Linked DNA regions of Triticum aestivum: region 2 is linked to region 1. A link is a contact called in public Hi-C data. All regions are on one chromosome and are shown on one strand. Each heading gives the region's core, a stretch centred on a gene start, on an enhancer-like site or on the middle of the called end of the contact. The rest is flanking DNA. Distances are from core to core; before and after follow the strand shown. Region 1 holds the start of LOC123146583. Region 2 holds the start of LOC123056153 (guanosine nucleotide diphosphate dissociation inhibitor 1).

Region 1 (4,129 bases), core at 1,152-3,651:
GCCTCTCTTTATTAGATTTCAAAGTGTTGGATCCTTTTTAGTGGAACCAACTGTGTAATTTTCGGCTGGTAGCCGCGCGGCTACCCGTGCCCCACATTGTTAGCACCCCTGACGCCCCGCCGGTAGCAGCTCGCACCCCCTCCCCCTGTCGTTGTCGCCCTCGTTTGTCTCTAGCATCCCTTGCTGTCGCATCACAGTGCAACCCATTGCCGGGTCGAGGCAAAAATTTGTGCCTCCAGGTTGCAGTGTTGTGTCGTTGATCACGCGTGTCGCCGTTATTCCTCGATTATAGCTTCTTATCCACCCTATCGCAACTTTTTTGTGTCGTTGATTCCAGGAAAATCGCGGCGACAACACAACCCATTCTCCACTGTCGCAATAAATGCCCTGGCTGGTTCCAACTTTTTGTGTCGCTGGTTATAGATTTTGTGCCGCTGGTTCCAGCATTGACGGCAACTGGCGGTTGTAGCTCCGCCTGCCTCCGGTTGTAGCACCGCCCCATGCCGGTTGCAGCTCACCGGCTGCCGGTTGTAGCACGGCCCCATGCCGGTTGTAGCTTGTTGTTGTATCATCGCCCTCTATCGGTTGCAAATCGTCGGTCGCCGGTTGTAGCATTGCCATATGACGGTTGCAGCTCGCCGACCGCCCTTTGCAGTACCGCCCCGTGCCGGTTCCACCACGCTGGCCGCCGGTTGTAGCACCGCCCGATGTCAATTGCAGCTCACTGGCCGTCGGTTGTAGCACCGACGATGGTTGGTTCCAGCATCAATGATGGCCGATTCCAGCACGCCATCGCACCGGGGTTGCAGCAGGTCGCCACGCTTGTTACAGCCCTCCTGTCGCTCGCCTCGCAACTCGCCATGGCCTCGCAACGGCACTCTCAACAGCATAGGGGGTGGCGGCGGTCGAGCGTTTGCAGCATCCCTTCGCTCCTCGGGTGCGAGGACCTTGAATCCAACGACGGTCTGCCTCTCGCACACCATCGGCAAATATGAGTGGTAGGAGAGAGGCGCATGGTTGGGTGCGGCTATGGAGAGGACCGCAAGGGGGGAGGGGGTGTGAGATGTGCAGTGTTCTCTGTCGAGAGAGAAAAAGGATAAGGAAAGAGAGAGCAACCAGCCGAAAGCCTGGCCGATCGGGCGTACTTAATTGTTTACCATACCTTTTTTTTAGACAAAATCGTTTACCATACATTTTCCGTTACATTTGCCTCACCCGTTGGCCTCGTTAGGCATTTTCTTGATAATGAAGAAAGTGGGCCGATGTTACAGCCTCATGGGCTTGTCGGGGGCATACACCCCACCGGAACGGCTATATAAAGAAAAATTCTCAAAAAAAAAGGCTATATAAAGAAAAAGAATCTTCTGAAATATAAAGAAAAAGGAAATATTTCTCAAAAAAGAAACATAAAGAAAGATAAACTGGAAAATCTCTTCATGTTTTGTGTGCTGTGTGCACCCTCGCAATATCTGTACTACGTACATGAGAATCACACGAATAAATTCATAATCCAGGCTTGTGGAGGATCACGGGTGGACGTGCCGAAGAAGAAGCTAATTAATTAGGTCTGATATTCGCTTGTTATGCCATGGTCCGTATCATTCTTTTAAATGATTATTATTCTTACATAGATTTCATCATAAGTGTAAGAAAAAGCAACAACGATCCAGCAATATATTTTGGTTGGAACCAACGTTTTCTGGAAAACTAAAAATAAACCAACAGAAAAGATAAACCTTTCTCAGCAATCTATCAAGCTAGGTGGTGGCTATAAGAATAACACGAGGATTTGTGAAGCAAAATTGAAACGAGAAGTATCTGTTGGTTTGCAATCTCCAACTCCAGTCATATAACGAATCACTCGTACGTATGCACAGCTTCAACCAAAACTTACACTATTGCACTTGACCCACAAAGCATGAACCAAAAGTACGCATCTACCGGACTACGGCGTACGTGTTCGGCCGTCACGCGGCGCCGGCGCCGATGCAGGCGAAGGCGCGGACGCTCCTGGCCTTGGGCAACGGCATCCGCCGGCCCGGCGAGAGCCCCACCTGGCCGGCCAGCTCCTCCAGCGACCGGTTCCGCCCGTGCGCCTGCGCCGACGCCGGGGCGGCGGCGGCGCGGAGCGGCGACCGCAGCTCCTGCTCCAGCCAGCGCCGCCTCTGGTCCGTGTCGCCGAGGTCCACGTCGTCCTCCACGTCCGCGCCCCGGTAGGCGGCGGCCCGGCTGCCGCTCCGGCGGTGCTCCTTGATGGCCTTGTAGATGAAGGGGATGAGGCCTTCCACCCGTGAGCTGCCCATGATCGCGAGAGGTGAGAGGGGTTGGTGAGGAACGATGGGTGTGTGTGGGCGGGTTCGGTTCAGCCTACTCTTGACCTCTCAGCCTCTCGGCTCTCGGGGCCGGGAGATTGGTTGGGTGGGCCATTTTATACCGACCGACCGAGCTCCTCCATCCTCAGTCCCACGCGGTTTTTTTTTTAGGGTGTCCCACGCGGATTGAAATGGTAAGCAATTAGTAGTAGTTGCACTTGCACCTTGCACGCCAATTGGAGGGAAAGAAATAGAAGGTCATCAATTCAGGCGGACGGCGCAGATCACATACATAGCATTTCTGCGTCGATCAAGACCGTCAGTTGCATGCTATTTTTTTCCAATGAATGATCTCCTAAAATAGGCTAAAATACGCACGTGTCGCCTTCTCACAACCAACGCTAATGGCAAATTCAATCCTATCCTAATACACAGCGTTATCTGTCGTCACATCACATCAACACATCGCGAGCGAAGCCCGAGTCTTTTGCGTGCGACGCCTTGCCTCTGGGTTATTTTACGGTTCGATGATGTTGCGATTTGGCGATATACACGTTTTCTAATGGCTGTGGCTTCTTAGGTATAGCAGCTGCTGAAAGTTTCGTCCGGGGTAGGAATTTGGACGGACGACTTTTGCTTTCAGATGACGTCTTGGGATTGGCCGATAACATGTCCGTTGCTTGCCGTGGCAGGTTACAGCGCACTATAAGCAGTGACCCCCCTTCTTCCCCCTTGATTAGCTGGTTAGCCGCCTACCATTACAAAACGAACTGGTCGTCAACTGAAAGTATACTGCACATGGTGGACGGAAAGAATGTTTCATGGTTGAAGGGTTACAGATGCTGACGGTATATTCTTACCCGACCGGTGGTGCCAGATGCTAAGAGCAACTCCAATGGGGCGATCCAAATAGACGGCGTATTTGTCCGCTTTTTGTCCATTTGGGTCAGCCGCCTGTTCGGCGTCCGCCCAGTTTTATATTTGGGTCGGCAATGTGCCCAACGCGCCGACCCATTTCATGTCCACATTCAACTTTTGAATTAAAAAAGGCTCGCGGCCGATCATGCCAGCGGCCATGTCTCATGCCGGCACTATGCCAGCACCGGCATACAATGTCGGTTTTAGAAAATACCATAGCTCCTGCTGGCGCACTCGCTCGCCAGCCGGCCGGCACACATGCCAGCATGCAAAAAATGGTGGGACTTGGAGTTCGACCACGCCACCGCGGCTCCCGTGGTCATGCCGGCACACCTGCCGGCATACAAAAAGATGGCCCTCGACGCCAAGATCAGTCGTCCTGAAACTTGAGCATGTCGGCCTGCATCTTCTCGAACCACGGCCTTTTCCTTGGCGACAAGGCGTTGAGATCCACCTTCATGATCTCCACCCCGGTCATCATGCTTGCAAGAGCCACTTCTTTCGCCTTTGTCTTGGCGTTGGCGGCCTCGATCTCTAGCATCTTCGCTTGCTTCTCGGCCTCGAGCTCGAACATCTTGGCTTGCTTCTCGGCGTGAAGCTCAAGCCTCCTCCTTTGGATCTCCATGAAAGCGCTCATTTGCTCTTCTTTGAAACGCCGGCACTCCTCCTCCCTTGAGTCCTTCTTATTCATCATGCCGTCCACGCTTGCGATCAAGGCGTTGGTGGCCGCATCTCGCTTGTCCTCCTTCTTGGAGTTGGTCTTCCCCCGCGGTCGTGCCGGCTCGCCCTCCCCAACATCCTCCACGGCGCCCTTCCCCCCACGTGCCTTGAGCGCGGCATATTGTGCCTTGAACTTCTCTTCGTCCTTGATGACACGATAGCAATGGGAGAGGTTGAAG
Region 2 (4,129 bases), core at 799-3,298, 490 kb before region 1:
GGTTTGCCACATACAAAAGTTGGGTTCCCTAATAGGTGTACATTTCTGATTCGCGGACAAAGATGGAGATGGGATACGCAAACCAGATATCTAGGCACAAGGGTTTTACTAGAGAACATCCCCATTCGCGGACAAACTAGTTAGGAAGTGAACCCTAAGGTAGCGACGGAAACTTCTAAAGAAACATAGTACCGTAACCTATCTCCCTAGCGCTCTGCTGTACCAGCGCCGCCTTTCCATCTAAAAGACGATATGGTTAAAGAAAGTCTCCAACCCTCCATCCTCACCAGACCCAGGTGGTCAATGTCTCAAGGCTGCAGGCTACAGGCCACAGCCCCATCCTCCCTGTCACTGCTCCTAAGAATGGTATTAGTGGCGGATGGCAGCTGGAAGAAATCATATCCTCCCATCTTCTAATTTATCTTGATTTCATTGGTTTGGCAGTTTGGCACCCATCTACGAATCGGACACCAAATCCTTACTGATTGTCATCTATTTCCAACCGACAGGTTTCAAAGGGTGTTACACAACTCCGGTAACCATGTTTGGAAGACTATTTACTGATCATACACCAACTGTTTTCCTTATTGCTAAATCACTTGACTGCCACAAATAAGTTAGTAAATATTTTTGCAATGAAAAGAGTACATTTATTGTATACTCAGTTAATATTTGCTGCATACAGAAAGATGGATTTAATCAAAAGGGGCATGTCACACCTTTGGAACCATGTCTACATTGTAGTCTCTGCTCGCACCTAAATGCGCCGGTGGTTTTTCTTCCCCCCTGAACTTCTTCCAGAGCTGTCGACAACATATACAAACATTAAAGAGGTATAACTAAAAACAACTACAAGACTAAATCAATCATATCAACTAACAAAACAAACAGAGTAACTTTTGTTTATATACATATATTTTCAAGAAGTACCCATTGATACAATTATAACCTCATTCTAGGTAGTTGCGATCTTAACTTAAACCACTCGATAGAGACATATAGCTGCTTGCCTGGTTCAAGTTGAGGGAGGTGGAATCTCCTCCATAGTAGTCATTTCTATCCATGTGCAAAACCTGCAAAAAAAAAAAAAAGCAAAGGAGGATCCTTAGAACACATTTAGCAATATCGCCATTTTTGCACCCCTTCAGACTACAACATGTATCGAGCATCCCACCACTTTTGGATCAGCAGCATCTCACCCAATTAATACACCATAAAAGATCATGCTTCCAAAATGGGTAAGCATGTCATGCCACAACAACTCAAACCACGCCCTACCTTTTTCCTCCCTAACTGCTGTGCCCCAGCGTTGCAAAACTCATACCGGCGCCTTACAAGCATGGATCACATCTACTAGCATAAACTGAGCGAGATGCCGTCACTGCAGTTTACCTTCCGATTCAGCCACGCCCCAGCGTCCCCACCTCCACATCACTACAGGCTGCCTCCCCCAAGTCGAACGACCGGCCAAGTTTCGCAACAGTTCCTACCACGAACAACAGAGGGACACTGCGTGGCAGCGAAAACAATCGCCCATCTGCTGAAATCAGGTCCGGATCAAGCCGGGCGCCACTACCATCGCCCGATCTACTACCTGGAAGCAGCAGCAACCACCCCGCCCGCGCGCCGAGCGCGCGGGCTCCGTCGGAAAACACGCGCACGGGAGCTGACTGAGCGGCGTCACGGCAGGCAGCTGGAACGGGGAAAGGCACAGATCGATCGGTAGGGGGGAGGAGGCGGGCTTCACCTTGAGGCCGTCGACGGAGAGGAGGCCGCTGAGGATGCACTCCTTGAGCCCCGTGCCCAGCACGATCACGTCGTACTCCTCGTCCATGGCGGGCTGGCCGCGGCGATCGCGGGTAGGGGCGAGCAGAGCAGAGCAGAGCAGCGGCAGCAGATGGGAGAGGGGGGAGGCGGAGGAGTGGGGTTGAGTTGGACGCAAGCAACGGGGGCAGCTGCTAAAAGAGCGGTGGGATGGATGGATTCGGGGAGGGAGGTGCCAGGTGCGTGCGTGCGATGTCGATCCCCAGAAACACGGCACGGCGGTTATGCGTGCAGGTCCCTGGGGCGATGCTCTATTTGCGCGTACGGGTGCCTTTATCTATTGAGATTTTTTTTAGGTTTTTTTTTTTGCTTTTGGCCACGCGGAGCGTGGGGCGTGAGTGCGTGGGCGGAGTGGTCGGTCGAGCACATGACGGCACGCCGCAGAGGTAACGCACGTGGGCCGGGTTTCTGGGCTAGCTGTTCTGTAGTCTGGCGACTCTTTCTGGGCTAGGCCGATTTACATTTGAAATCCAAATCACTAACCAGGTTCGCTTTTGGTAAGCTGCGACTCAGTTGGGCATGGCTGAATAAATACAGGATAAAAACAATATTCTACACATAGTTTGGTAGGTGTACTCACACCTCCAAAGATTTCCCTCTAGTTAGGGTTTATAGTCCTCCCGGGGCGATTTTTCGCCGCCGTCGAGATCTGCATCCCCTACCTCTTCATTGATTCCTCCCGGAGCTGCTTGCGATCAGGGGAGTCCCTTGGGACGACCAAGGTCCTGGTCGGTACGGGTGGAGGAGAGGAATTAGGGTTTCCCCACAAGGCCCGAAACTTTTCGATCGGGCTAGGTTTTCGAGATGGCTTCAAGCACATCTGCGGGCGCTGCTTCCACGGGGGCGCAGGAGATCGATGAGATGGAATCAATGATGAAGGAACTAGGCCTTCGAGAGGAGGATCTAGATGATGTGGTCTTTGATGAGGAAGCTGCACCGCCTGAGGCTGCTCGATGGATGGCACTCGCTAGGGTTCATTGCACCAAAACTTGTAGTCAGTACTGGTTTTTCAAGAATATGAGGGCGGCATGGGATCTGGCCCAAGAGGTGAAGTTCAAGCCCTTGGAGAACAATCTTTACACAGTCCAATTCTCTTGTCTTGGGGATTGGGAGACGGTTACCAAGATGGTCCATGGCACTTCAGGGGGGATGCAGTCATCCTTAAACCCTATGATGGTATAGCGAAACCAACGACAGTACCACTTGATACAATAGAGATATGGGTGCAAGTGCACGATGTGCCGTCTCTTTACGCCCATCTGGTGCCTTCCCTTGCATCAAAGGTCGGTGAAGTTCTCTTTGCAGAACCCCAATCACCGGACTTCACGGGAAATTTTCACCGTGTCTGGGTTCGGATAAATGTGACGAAACCTCTGAAGAATGCAGTTTCCATGATCAGGGAGGGGAAGCGGCAGATATATAGAGTGAAATATGAAAAGCTTTCGGACTGGTGTGCTGTGTGCGGACATCTGGGGCATTTGTTTAAAGAGCATGGAGATCGGGTTCATCCACCATCAGCACTGATCTTCAAAGAATTGCGAGCTGCATGGGTTATGCGTACGGGCCAAGGTCCCGGGGCTGGTCGAGGCCGTAGAGGCGGACGCAGAGGCGGGCGCAACGGCGGCCGACTCTGCTGATGACAAGAGGGATGACAACAACAAATTCATGCCGGATGAGGATGCAGATATGGGTGAAGCTGGGCTTAGTAGGAAGAGGGGAGCAGCTCGTCATGAGGATGGAAACGATGTGGCCAAAACTATTATGCTGGTTGAGAACGAGACAAGCACCTCGGCCTCGGTGGTGCCTATTAGCCCTTCTTCGAAACAGGAGCCCAAGAGGAACAAGCAGACACCTTTGGAAAATAGCAGAAGCAGTGGGATTAATATCACCAGCAACAAAACTTATGATGCGCGGTTGGCGGGCTCCCTAGAGGAGTCGCGCCGAGCGCAATGAGTCTGCTATGTTGGAACTGCCGCGGGGCTGGCAAACCCGCGACAGTTCGAGAGCTTCGTGACCTCATGAGCCAACTTGCCCCCTCAATATTATGCATTGTTGAAACCCAGATTGAGGGCTCTCGAGTAGAGAATATGGTGGAGTCTTTAGGCTTTAATAAAACTTTTGCTGTTGATAGTCGTGGTAGAAGTGGTGGTTTAGGAATATTTTGGAATGATGAAATAAAGCTCGAAGTTATTGGTTACTCTGATTATCACATTGATGTTACGGTTGATGAGTTTCTTGATACAAAAATCAGAGCAACCTTTTGTTTATGGTGAGGCACAAGTTAACCAACGATATAAAACTTGGG

The links. A called contact is a pair of places that touch in the nucleus more often than the background predicts.
Region 2: a contact with region 1 is called in a Hi-C map of leaf, with 4 times the contacts expected there. The contact joins the promoter of LOC123056153 here to the promoter of LOC123146583 in region 1. A contact is called at or near these places in 3 of 5 Hi-C or Micro-C datasets (leaf and an unstated tissue).

What each region holds. Positions count from the first base shown.
Region 1 is chr1A:456,289,132-456,293,260 of IWGSC CS RefSeq v2.1, reverse strand. It overlaps LOC123146583, which reads right to left and starts at 2,401. Exons shown (of 1, transcript XM_044566097.1): 1 at 1,658-2,401. The coding sequence starts at 2,303. The coding sequence ends at 1,968.
Region 2 is chr1A:456,774,525-456,778,653 of IWGSC CS RefSeq v2.1, reverse strand. It overlaps LOC123056153 (guanosine nucleotide diphosphate dissociation inhibitor 1), which reads right to left and starts at 2,048. Exons shown (of 13, transcript XM_044479866.1): 1 at 1,748-2,048; 2 at 1,011-1,073; 3 at 720-803. The coding sequence starts at 1,834.